Linked DNA regions of Sus scrofa: all the other regions are linked to region 3. A link is a contact called in public HiChIP or PLAC-seq data. All regions are on one chromosome and are shown on one strand. Each heading gives the region's core, a stretch centred on a gene start, on an enhancer-like site or on the middle of the called end of the contact. The rest is flanking DNA. Distances are from core to core; before and after follow the strand shown.

What was found. HiChIP or PLAC-seq counts read pairs in DNA pulled down with a chosen protein or histone mark.
Region 1: an H3K27ac HiChIP or PLAC-seq map of alveolar macrophages shows a contact between it and region 3. The contact joins two enhancer-like sites. A contact is called at or near these places in 1 of 47 Hi-C or Micro-C datasets (liver) and 1 of 2 datasets of contacts at active chromatin or transcription factors (alveolar macrophages).
Region 2: an H3K27ac HiChIP or PLAC-seq map of alveolar macrophages shows a contact between it and region 3. The contact joins two enhancer-like sites. A contact is called at or near these places in 1 of 47 Hi-C or Micro-C datasets (liver) and 1 of 2 datasets of contacts at active chromatin or transcription factors (alveolar macrophages).

Annotation. Positions count from the first base shown.
Region 1 is chr11:49,568,642-49,573,191 of Sscrofa11.1, forward strand. No RefSeq gene overlaps it. Among named protein-coding and RNA genes, the nearest start is that of SCEL, 81 kb to the right of the region's middle. Within about 2 kb of position 3,085, at least 1 of the 83 cell types and tissues checked has an H3K27ac peak or open chromatin away from gene starts, as enhancers often do. A contact at or near this core is called in alveolar macrophages, where this site is marked.
Region 2 is chr11:49,595,583-49,599,758 of Sscrofa11.1, forward strand. No RefSeq gene overlaps it. Among named protein-coding and RNA genes, the nearest start is that of SCEL, 54 kb to the right of the region's middle. Within about 2 kb of position 1,334, at least 14 of the 83 cell types and tissues checked have an H3K27ac peak or open chromatin away from gene starts, as enhancers often do. A contact at or near this core is called in alveolar macrophages, where this site is marked.
Region 3 is chr11:49,390,754-49,394,850 of Sscrofa11.1, forward strand. MYCBP2 (E3 ubiquitin-protein ligase MYCBP2) reads right to left here. Exons shown (of 85, transcript XM_021065752.1): 4 at 38-191. Among named protein-coding and RNA genes, the nearest start is that of MYCBP2, 40 kb to the right of the region's middle. Within about 2 kb of position 2,133, at least 4 of the 83 cell types and tissues checked have an H3K27ac peak or open chromatin away from gene starts, as enhancers often do. A contact at or near this core is called in alveolar macrophages, where this site is marked.

The DNA.
Region 1 (4,550 bases), core at 1,835-4,334, 180 kb after region 3:
AGGTGAAAGGATGAAAATTGTTGCTCTAAAATAAATAGACTGCCAGTTATTTCTATAGCAAAAAAAAAAAAAAAATAAGGGGATTTATCAGGGATCAACAAAGAATTGCATTCTGGGGTCTGCAATCACGGTGAACCACTGGTGCAGGTCCCCACACAGCAAGGGAAGGAGATATCTTTTATAGAGGGGAAAAGGAAGTTACGGGAGGGCTCCAGTAAGCGAAGAGTCCACTGGAGGAACTGAGAGTTCAGGGTATGGTGGCTTCTCATTGGCAGAGTTGTGACAGTCTCTATTGGCTGAGCTCTTACTGAGCAAGAAGAGGAAGTCTTACTCCTGCTGGGGTTTGCTGTCATCATAGGGTGTGAGGACTCCCCCTTCTGGCCTCACGACCCATCTTAATTGAGGTTTCTGTTTATTAATTGTCACGAAATCACACAGAGTAGGATTTCAAACACAACAATTACATTATAAATAAATAGCAATGCTATGTCTAGAAAAATTCCAAATTTTTGGAATTTTAGACTTCCACATAACCTATAGATCAGAAAAGTAGTAAGAGAAATTGGGAAATATTTCAAAGTAAATGATAACAACATGATAGTGTATCAAAATGTGTGGAATGCAGCCAACGTATCACTTAACAGAGAAATTTAATTCTTTAAACACTTATTTTAGGGAAGAAAAAAAGATTTAAATGACCTAAAGTTCTATCTTAAGCAGTTCCCTGGTGGCCTAATGATTAAGGACTCAGCGTTGTCCCTGCAGTGGTTCAGGTGACTGTCATACTTCTGGTTTGATCCCTGGTCTGGGAAATTCTGCTTGCCACAGGCAAAGCAAAAAAAAAAAAAAAAAAAAAAAAAAATTAAAAATAAATAAATTAATTAAAGTTCTATCTTAAGAAGTTTGGAAATGAAAAGCAAAGCAACATGAAGTGAAAATACATAGAAGGAAATCCATCAGTGCAGAAAGCAATGAAACGAAAAAAAAAAAAAGCAGTATAGAAGTTTAATAGCCACAGTTAAATGGGAAAGCAGCTGAATGGACTGGGGATGCCTGCTGTGAGGACAAAGGGTCTGAGAGGGGCGAGGGCCCCACAGTGTTATCAGAACTTTGTAGAAAACACCTTGTCATGTCATTTTGCTGACACTGTCATTTTGCCTGAGTACAAAGAATGCTGGGAGGCAGGTATTATTTGTAACAGCATTTTGAACTTGAAATTTTTTTTTTTTTTTTTTTGGTCTTTTTAGGGCTGCACCCGCAGCATATGGAGATTCCCAAATAGGGGTCCCATCGGAGCTATAGCTGCCAGCCTACGCCACAGCCACAGCAATGACAGATCCAAGCCATGTCTGCAACCTACACCACAGCTCACGGCAATGCTGAATCCTTAACGAACTGAGCAAGGGCAGGGATCAAACCTGCCACCTCATGGTTCCTATTAGGATTCGTTTCCACTGCCCCACAACGGGAACTCCTGGACTTGAAAATATTAGCACCATCTTAACTTCGTTCAAAATAAAGGTAGTGTCTGCCACTTTTCTATGCTTCTGGTTTTTCTCTCTGCCATTCAGCAAGGATGATAAGAACCTTTTCTCGATTTTTCACCACCATTACCTTCGCTGGTTCGCGACAACATGCAAACCTATGTAAAGACGTTAGGGCCACACCTGCGGCATACGGAGGTTCCCAGGCTAGGGGTCAAATGGGAGCTATAGCCACTGGCCTACACCCCAGGGACAGCAACACCAGATCTAAGCCTGTCTGTGACCTACACTACAGCTCACAGCAACACCAGATCCTAAATCCACTGAGCAAGGTCAGGGATCAAACCCACATCCTCATGGATCCTAGTCACGTTCATTACTGCTGAGCTATGATGGGAACTCCTGGGTTTGGTTTTAGTAGGGGCTCTAGGAGAACACCTCTGGAAGAGAGGGCAACCTGCCCTTGCTTCAGTTTCACATGTTGAAATTTGCAAATGCCTCTCACATTTGTAAGAATATAAGTTACGATTTAGTCTATTGGAAATGGCCCTTTGATCAATACATTTTTGCTGTTAATTTCCATTTGAATTTGGATATTTTACTTAGCTTTTTTTTTCTTAAGTCACTTTCATAAAACCCAATCAAAATTTTAAAAGGTTACACATGAGCAATAGCATTTAATTCCTATGCTATTTGAGTATAAAATTCTTTTGCTCCTTTTCTTTCTTTTTCTCCATGCAAGTAGAATAAGAAAAAAATAAATATTTTAAATGAGATTTGTGGGTTCTCATGAAAACTAGAAAATAAAAAAAAAGAAAAGAAAACTAGAAAATATAGGAGAATCTTGTCATATAGCTATTGTGATATATATGGCTTTGGCTATGGTCAAGTATTATCTTCTGAAACATAACTATATTCAGTTTAAAAACTTCTCAAGAGTTCCCTTTGTGGTTCAGTGGTAATGAAGCTGCTAGTATCCATGAGAATGTGGGTTCAATCGCTGGCCTCACTCAGCAGGTTAAGGATCCAGCATTTCTATGAGCTGTGGTGTAGGTCGCAGATGTGGCTTGGATCTAGCGTAGTTGTGGCTATGGCGTAGGCCAGTGGCTATGGCTCTGATTAGACTCTTAACCTGGGACTTCCATATGCCACAGGTGCAGCCCTAAAAAGAGCAAAAAAAAAAAAAAATTCTCATCTAAGATGAGTTTTGTTCAATCCATAAACACCAACATTATCTAAAGATTCCACTTGGTGGGAGGCAGGATGGTAGAGCAGAAAGAACATCCTTTTGAGTCAGAAAAACCTGGTGTCAAATACTAGCTATGTCACCTAATATTGCTGTCATCCTGATTATGACCTTGAGGGGTTTGAATGTCAGTGTTCCTGCTCCACAAGGTTGCAGTGTGCTCTAGAGGAGTTTAGGTATGGAAAGTGCCTGGAACACAGGGGGTCCTCTGTTTTCTTACCTCCTTGACCTACAGCACTGTATACCTGCACTGCAAATAACTAATAGCGTTCTGCATTTTCAGAGAGCCAGTGTGGCAGAGCAGAAAGAGGAGGGCCTTTGAAATTGCACAAAACCAACCTTACGCTCCTTCGTCACTTCTGACCTCCAGCAACTTTAGGCATATTACTTAACCTCTTGGAGCTTCTGTTTCCCCATATATTAAAGAAAAAGATCATCTGCAGACGTATGAAGTTATGATATGTTAACATCTAGCACAGAACCTGGCATAATAAATGCTCATTTAAGAGTAGCTTCAGGTATAATATTTTTGTGCTATTATGATTTTCTATTGCAGAGTTCCCTTCATGGCTCAGTGGTTAACAAACCCAACTAGGATCCATGAGGATGCTGGTTCGATCCCTGGCCTCCTCGGTGGGTTAAGGGTCTGGTGTTGCTATGAGCTGTGGTGTGGGTCGCAGATGCGGCTAAATCCCACGTTTCTGTGGCCGTGGCCTAGGGATGGCTATAGCTCTGATTTGACCCCTGGCATGGTAACTTCCATGGTGTGGCTCAAAAAAAAAAAAAAAATGTATTGCTTTCTTAAAAGCACTTTCCATTTTAATAATCAAAGCCCTCAGGATTTTAATCAGCATTGCTAGAGCTCAGATCAATTTCTCATTCAAATACTGGATGTTTAATTTGATCTCTGCCTCTGTTCATGAGGGCTAGAGAAGAAATCTCACTGTTCCACAGGCTGCAGAGTAGAAAGATGCTCATGAACTCACTGGAGGTTATTTTTTTATGACTCCATTAACCTAACCTTTATGATTGATGATGGTTGTTTTGGGGATTTTTTAAAGTTCTAGCCAAAGAACTCATATCTCAGAATATTGATTTCTGCTGAATTTGCCCACTTTTCAGTGTAACATATTATATGATCAGAGAGATAAAGTACTTATTGGATTAAAATTTCTTAGCTTGGTTTTCTGGTTGCTAGTGACAACCAACACAAGAATATATCTAAAATGACAGGCAACAGCCACAATGATCACAATCCATGTTTTTATCTTTCCCAGTTGTGGTTTTAAAATAGCCTCTCTTGTGCTTGTGGTCATCAAAAAGATGACCATATACACGCCTTTAGACACACGGCCCACCTCAACAACCCTATTGCACTAATAAACCTTTTCTCAGGGCTTGGAGAGTCCACTTCAGGCCACATGTGCTATTGCTACCCTAATGCTGAAAGGATGATAAAACCATATATTATAGAAATTATTTTCCAAAGTGAATTGTCCATAAACTGGTATGTCTTAGATCAGCATAACATTAGGTATGGCAGCAGCATTTACACAGTTTGTATCTTTTTGAAAAGAGTATCACCCCCCCCACTCCACTCCCCCACCCCCAACACACATAAATCTACTTAAGAATTTGGTGGTTCTGGTGTAGATATATACTGAAGTCTCTAAAGGAAACTAAAAATATACCCTTGGCAGAGCTGTTCATAATACAGAGAAATTCTATTAGATTACTTTCCAAGGACAAAAGAACATCTTTGTAAGCAGGAAGATATTAACTTTACGGAAGCCGGGCATACCTTTGGGATGTTTGTTGGA
Region 2 (4,176 bases), core at 84-2,583, 200 kb after region 3:
CAAAAATAAATAAATAGATAGATAAATAAATAAAACCCATGGTGAGATGGCTTCCATTAGACCAAATGCTTTGCTTTTCTATGCATTCATATGAAAAGTATGTATTTCCCAACAAAAATATGAGTACATAGATATGTTTCGTGTATGAATGGCAGCAATGTTTTAGACAGATGGTTGGAGAAACTGTCTCAGACCTAAGTATCACACTTACTCCTTTTTACTGTCAACAAGTTAGGATTAGTCATCTCGCTCTGAAGGACCAAGAATGTGGTTATTTCCCATTGATTCAGCTCAAAGTCCCTAAAACTTTTTCCTCCAAGGAGCCAGGGTGCCATTCAGGGAAGTCCCAACACTGGCTGGCTGAGCTCTGCTTTAGGAAATTAGATATTCTGTCCTTATTCATTACATTATTGCCTAGAGTCCCCAAAGATTCTTTAGTTCCTTTAACATTTGCAAACTATATTTATGGCCACATTTCCATGGTCAATTGAACAGTGGTTGACTTGGAAAAAGCCTCTTGGATGTGATTTCATGGTATACAGTTTTGGGGGTTTTTTTTTTCCAATTTTAAAATGGCTAAGAGAAAAATTATAGGCAGGAAATAATGGAAAATATTATTTGCTGAGGACCTTCAAATCCTCTTTATCTGTAAAGTCTAGGACTCTACATCATGCTTCAAATTAGTTCCTGTTCCTGCCCTCCCCACTCCTAGCCCGATTCTCTTTTGGGAAAGATTTTTTAAAGCATAAGAGCTGAGTGCTTCAGTGTCTGTCACCATTTCATCTGCATTTTCACAAGCATTTTAGCAATTTTCTGAGTCATTTCTCCCTCACCTCCCACAAATAGCGTGGGTTAAATGGAGCTATGGGAATTTTTTTAGAGTAATAATTCTGACTTCGGTCTCTAAAAAGACATTACTTACATTAAAAACACATGTAGACAGCAAATGATCTTTCAGTCCAGCTGCCTATGCATGTCCCATAAGGTCGATGCCAGTGATTAGTGTTTTGGTCTGTTAGCCTTGATCTTTTGTTGTTTTGCAAGCACCGTTAATTCAGAGGATATCGGGGACTGACCTCACGACATCCTATGTGCTGAGTCAGTGTCCTACAACTGTTGTCCCTAAGGCACGGGCAGACTTTGAGCTGCCATCTCACTGCCGTGGGAATGTGTGCCAGTACAAATCCTTGCAGGCTGGTGTGATAGTCTAACTGTTCTTTCCCATTAATGTTCATTTTAATGCGATCAAGAAGATACCCGTTCTCTCCCCCACTCCCCTGCTAAACAATCAAATGCTTTTAAAATCCTGCAAAACAGCTTTTATTTGAAGATTCTGAGCCAGGGACTCGCCTTGCTCCATTACCCAGTGTTTTGACTGTCCCCTAGTGGCTGTTTGGAATCTTAAGAGAATTTGTCTTTTTGTTTCTTTACCATGTCTCACAAAAAAAACCCCTGCATGCTGAGAGTTGTCCTTGAAACTGCAGTGCTTTCCTGTTTGAAAAGAACAAAAGAATAATGATAAATTTGAATCTCTATTTCGCCTTCTCTTTGCGACACTTAGAAAACCCCAGACCTCTGACATGTTACGTCAATTAACCCATGTCTGTGCAGCCTCCATCAGCAAAGGCAATAGTTTAAGAATAGTCATTCTTTGAGGAACAAACTGCTTTTGTCTGTGCCACTCAATTTAAGGGAAAACCACTTCTGGAATCCTATCCAAGTTCTACTTTAAATGATTTCTACGGTCTCTCTAATTATCAGCCAGGATGCTTACTTGTAATCATGGGCTTTCAATAATTTAAATAGGTAGTTTTTCAGCCAACAGTTTTTATTCAAAATGGGACAAAAGCTAAAATAGCATGTTGAATTTCATCCAGACACTGTCTTCTTTCAGGACATGCCAACCAATGCAATAGTTCATTTTCTTATGGCATGTCGGAAGCTTATCTTTACTTTATGAATCTAACTAGCAATCTAACTCAAAGTCTACAATTTATGGATCCATTCGGTTGCTTACCAGAACCAGCAGGCAGGGCATTTTAAGATTTAATTCGGGCTGCTGAATCATCAAACATAACCACACCCAAGCAATGTCACTTTTCGGAGACCTTAAAGATTAGCTTTCATTGTCTGTTTGAATTTCAGCAAAGATTGTCTTGATAGCTACAGTTTTCACCAATGATGATAAAGATCACTTTGAATAAATTTGTCAACATGAATAATATTACTGATTACTGCTTCTGTAAGGACCCCAAAAAGTCTTTTGTCTAAATTTTTTTTTATACTCTTGTGTGCAAAGTGGACCCATTTCTTAATCTCAAAATGAACAGAATCAGACAGAATCCAGATTCCTTAAGAAAAAAAAATCTCTCTTCTTTCAAACTTTCTTTTTTAGCCCAGTAAGTTTTGCCTTCTGGGTCAGCAAAAGAGGTCACTCTGAAAAGTCCCAAAGCTGCAAAATTGCGAAATTGAGAAGCTAGGTTAAAGGTCTTCTGTTTTGTGAAATGTGCTAGATTTTGCCAAGTCCCTGGTTTTGCACTAAAAATGTCTCAGAGAAGGCTTATGTGTTCCTTTGTCGGGGTCTTTGTTGAAAACTCCTCTATGAAGTGGGTAATTGCTATTAGCAAATGCAAACAGAAACAGTTGCCTCCATGCAGCTCGGCAATCTTTTGCCTGTTCCCAGGAAGCACCCTCCTCTTTCTTATTTCTTAAGGTTTTCCCAAGTCTTCATCCTGCTCTTCCAATCTTCCCTGCAGCTCCCTACGTTCACTGTCAGCAGATTACCCTGGCTGTGACCTCGCAGAGGAAGCAATTCCACTTACGATAACACCTTCAAGTTCCTACCACTGAACAGACACACCTACCTTCATAGTTGGGGAGGAGCCTAAGGAGACTCCTCTGGTTTTCCAAGACCCATCCCTCTACCTCACTCCTGTTTCCTGGTTCCATCCTTGTCTCTTCTCTCTCACATATCTTCAGTCTCCGATCACTGACTCAATTCTCCCAGCTCCCTCCTGAGCACAGAGGCCACAGGTGGCTCCTTTGACAGAAGCTGCCATGCTTTCAGTGCTGTGGCCTTGCCACCCGGGCCTTGGGGGATTGGATTATGATTGGGCTTGTAGCCAAAGGCGCAGATGTAAAAGCCGCGGCCAAAGGCAACTCAGATGTGAGAGCCAAAACTACACGGTGTCTGAGTCTATTCTTGTTTGCAAGCAATAGAAAATGATTCTGCCTAATTTAACCTCAGCAGGATATTCACTGGAAGGATGTCTGAGGCTTGCATATCTTTGGGGCCTGGAAGACCTGTCTTAGAAAAGAGGCAGAAGCCAAGGTGCTCTTCAGAGCTCTGTGTTGAGAAGCACAGCAGGTTATGCAGGAAGAGCAGCATGTTGAAGCCGCTGCTTCTGCTGCTGCTCCCTTGAGGGGGTGGTCTGCAGCTGTGCCTACACTTGTCTGACTGGTTTCAGCCCAGGGAAAGGCTTGCTACATAACCGGGCTGGGCAGGGAGACAGTGCATTGGCTCATTGGCTGCTGTGTGGGCAGTAGGTTCCATCCCTACAGCTACACACAGTAGGATTCTTCCCCCCGCTCCCGCCCTGCCCTGCTCCAAATGATATTGGATTGTTTCTAGGAGTCGGGTGCCGGACAGCCCAAACCAACAAATGGTAACTGTAGATGATTCTCTAACAGAGTTTTTACTGAGTCTAAGCCCATACTACTCACCACATGACAGGCCAACAAATTGAGATGATTTATTCTTTGTTGGGGCAAGAAATAGAACTTAAGAGAGCGAGCAGACTGAGAAGATGGTGGACTAGTGTCCCAAAGAACTGTCTCACCCCAGTTAGAGGGCAGGTTTCTTTTATACCAAAAGAGAGGAAATGTGGCTGGTTGTTTCAAACGTCTTGGTGCCTGGCGTCCTTTGTTCTTGAAGCTGTTTTCCTATGTCTGGTCACAGAGTTCCTATAAACCTCCAACAAGACAAATGTTATTCTCTGTTCTGCAACTTTTTATCTGTATATGAATGGAACATTCTTATGCCTTTAAGGGTCAGAGCCTTGAGAATGGGCTATCATGTATATTTCAGGCTATAGGCACCCTGTTTTTTTGTTTTGTTTTGTTTGTTTGTTTGTTTGTTTGTTTTTACTGATAGTGCAGAGCCAGCATGACAAAGCC
Region 3 (4,097 bases), core at 883-3,382:
CATTTAAAGGCTTCATTCTATGGGCCAAAGCTCTTACCGAGAACCTCGGGCGGCTCTGACTGGAGGCCTTCTGGCTGCTGACCCTGAAGCACGTTAAGCAGGGCATGGAGACTCCTCAGGCACAGGGATGGATGAGAAAACCGCGTCTCCTTGATCAATTCAAAAACTTCACAAAGTCCAACCTCAATGATCTATTTAAGATGAAAAAAAAAATTACACTTTACAGCATGTGAGCTAATAACACTTCCCAGACAGCATGATCAGTGCAGCTTACTTTCACAGCACATGATTAACACTACAATATTTAAAAGGCAAAAACAAAAATCATGACATAAAAAAGAATAAAACCCAGTGTGTTTAACTGCAAGATTTAGGAAACCATCTGGTTACCTAGAAGGTTAAAAAGTAGAGGCATTGTTTAAAACAGAGTTTTAGTATAAGAAGCCATAATAAAACACTGTGAAAACTGCTTAACAATGACTCAAGAACAAGATTGCATTCATCTGAAAAAATAAACTGTATGAATTTACAAAGTTCATTTGGCTGTACTCAAGTTTAAATCAACACTGTTTCATTAAGTTATGTTAATCATTACTTATGACCAAGAAAAAAAGAAACTTCATCTTAGCCTTTCCTATGATGGTACAATCACCGTATTATTGTTTAGAGATGGTGTCTCTTATTCTTGTAGGTTTTATCACAAAAAGAATGAAAAACTGCCTAGCTAAAAAAATCATGACATTTTCACTTGTATTATCTTATCATTCCTTACCAGGACCAAGAAAAATACAACCTAGTATCTAGCAAAAGACAGATAAATCTGTAACTAAAGATTGAGAGAGTAAATGTGATAAAATGGTGTAAGGAGATACTTTCATAGCCCTGAAAGATCAATAGACAATGAAATTCCATTTCTCAATCAATGCCAGCATTTTAGAAGCAGATGTATAAGACCTTTGCAGAAAGTGTTAAATTATTTAGAGAAGTAAGTAACAGAAAAAGTTAAAACAAGTTTAATTAACAGAAATCCATCAAAGCATTTATTCTATTGGACATAACACTCTAAGACATTCTCTCTGCTGAGATTTTACATTAATTCATATATTACATAAATATTTAAGAACGTATTTTGTGCAACTTGCTATAGGAGATATCAGATATATTATACTAGACCCTGTCCTCTAAGAGTTTATAATCTAACAGGGTAAATGAGTCTTATGCTTATTCACTCCAGATCACTGTTACAGAATTTATCATGTTATAGTGAAGCTATTTTTGTTTCCATTTTCTCAACTAAACTGAGATCTCCTTGTGGACATGGAGTACATCTTACCTAGCTTAATATCGCTCATGACTAATCCAGTGCATGCACATGATAGGCTGACAACAAATATCAATCTACTCTCTCTGTTATGCACTGAAAAACCACTGCACTCATAAATGTGTTGTCCAGACAAAGGTTAAATCAGCTACAAGGCAAACCAGTTGTAGTTCTGATCATCAGCAGCAAGACTTCTCAAGAACAGAGATAGGACTGAGAAGTCAAAATAACTAGTGGCACTGTCTTTAGCATAGTTAACTAAAATCCTAGGACACCTGATCTTAGCTAAGATTAGAGAAGTGCTTGTACAGAGTTTCTTTTAAATGGAAATGAAAGCTTTCCATTTCATACAGTTTATTTTCCTGGAATAGACCAGAAAATAAAAATATGCTGTCCAAGATTTCCAGCTGCCTATGTCCTTACGGGAAAAATCTCCTAAGTACAAAAGGTGGGGACTCTATTCTCGGGCCAGCAGGAGACTACTCTACCCTATCAGTCTTTAAGATTGCTTACTTTACCGCTACCAAGCACGACTTTCCATAATTCAAAGAAGATTCTTCACAGATGACAATATTTTTTGGCCAGGGTTTCTTCATATAAGCAGATTCCCATAGGAATAAAATATTGAACCTCGCCAAAAACCGTAAGGCTACTTATTGAAGAGAGTCCTGCGTTGTCTCTCTAATAAGTTTAAGGTGTAATAACAAATGTACGGTAACAGGAAACCCAAGTGGGCTGCCTAGGACCAGAGCATTAGATGCTCTTAGTGAAAAATACCAATAAAACATTAGTCATAATGAGCAGGACAAGGAATTACTCATCTGTCTACATTAACCACTGTGAATTCTCATTTACCATCTGTATCTTTGTTCAGTGTAGCTTTTTTTTTAGTAAGGGGGAAAATAATTCATTTCCAGAATAGTAATATGTATTCAATATACAAATAAAATAAAAATCAACTGAAAATTTACCAATCATATTTAGCTTTGAATTATTAAGCAGAGGAACAAAACATTATGAATTAAACCTTTTTTCTGAGGTTTGGCTGAGAGCATTTTACTCTGTGTAGGAACTTTGAAATTGCATTCTGTGCTTTGAAGCCTATCTCACAGTTACTTAGAACATACTATACACATCCTGTTCCCTCAGTATCAGGAAGGAAGGGCATAAGAAAAAAATACAGTATTGCATATACAGTACGGGTTCGTTTGGGCAGAAATACATTATTTTTAATGTGTGTATGTAAAAATGCTTATAGTGGGTATTTTTTGGTTAATAGGATTTTAGAAATGATGTCTGTAATTTTCATTTCCTCTTTACAGAAATATTCTGCAGTTTCCAAATTACCTACAATGAATATGTACTGCCTTTATAAATAGTAAAATAAATTATTAAGTGTGACTGTTAAATAGGGAAAAAACTCTACCAAAATGACACTTCAACAAACAAAAAATGTCTTAATTATGTGAGAGAAAAAAGGAGCAAGAGAGAAAAAACCTCCAGCAAGAAAAAGCAAAGTGACAGCCATACATTCGGGAGGAGCAAGAGATGAATAACAAAGAAAAGAAAGGAAGTGACAGGAAGAGCATCTAGAGCAGAGGTGCAGAAATGGTCAAAAGGAAAAGAAAAAGTCGACATTTCTTACCTGCCCTCATACGCCCATCACCTCAAACACTAAAGGCCTCATATCTTCCTTTGTGTCCTTCAAACACTGCCAAAGACCTGAAGGTTTCACTCCCAGCCCTGCCCCGACCCCACCCCCAGGATTCTAACTGCCTTGGCATAAAGGCGTCCCATCGCTTCTTCCTCTCTGATCTCACTGTCCAGAAGTTTCATTTCCTTGGATATAAAGTATTTCTTAATAAACTGAAAAGTTCCCTGAAAACTAAGAAATTCATTTGCACCTACACACTTTCTTATTTGCGCCTGATACATATAACTAGAGCTTTCATTTCTGAGCACGTGCGCATTTATTAATTCTCTGAATCCTTACTACTATCCTATGAGGTAGATATTATCACCACGTCGTAGACACCACGTCGTAGATGACAAAACCGAGGCACAGAGAGGTTACATAACTTCCCCAGCATCACACAATGAGTATTTTTCATGGCGAGTGTTTGAACCCAGGCAGTTTGGCTCCACTATCCATGTTCATCACTATGCCATTTCCTGGCAGGTCAGTATCTGATGGAAAACTCAGTATTAATCTCTTGAGCTATTTGATTTTCTCTTACTTTTCTTTGAAAGATCTCCTTTTCACTCTGCATCTTTTGATTCTGTTAATCATGCTAAAAAAATTTTTCTTAAATGCCCCAAATTTTATTTTTTGTCCTGATGTTTTCAAAGAGCCTATGTTTTAAAACAGTTTTTCTTGACTGTGTAGTATCTTTCAAATTAACTACAGTTTATTATTCAAAATCTGTATACCTGTGTGAAGGTGTCTCTGAGCCTTTACTTTCCTTCCTAATGTTGAAATGTTGAACCTAAGCTGAGTGGTTACTACAGTACAGAGGGGCTCACCCACAGAGAGAATGAAATCCTTGTATCGAAAGTACTCTAAAGTCCTGCAGTCTCATATCTTAACTCTACAATGTATTTTTTTCCCTCAACCTCCCCTAACTGAGCACAAGAAATCAGAATTAGAGACCATGCTCTTTACCTGAAGAAACTTACATGGAAAAGATGGACCTGTTTAAGTTGAAGAAAGAAGTTAAAGGAGGTGCAGTTAAGGACACTGGAGAGAAAAGGACCAAGGGGAGAAGGATCCCAAGAG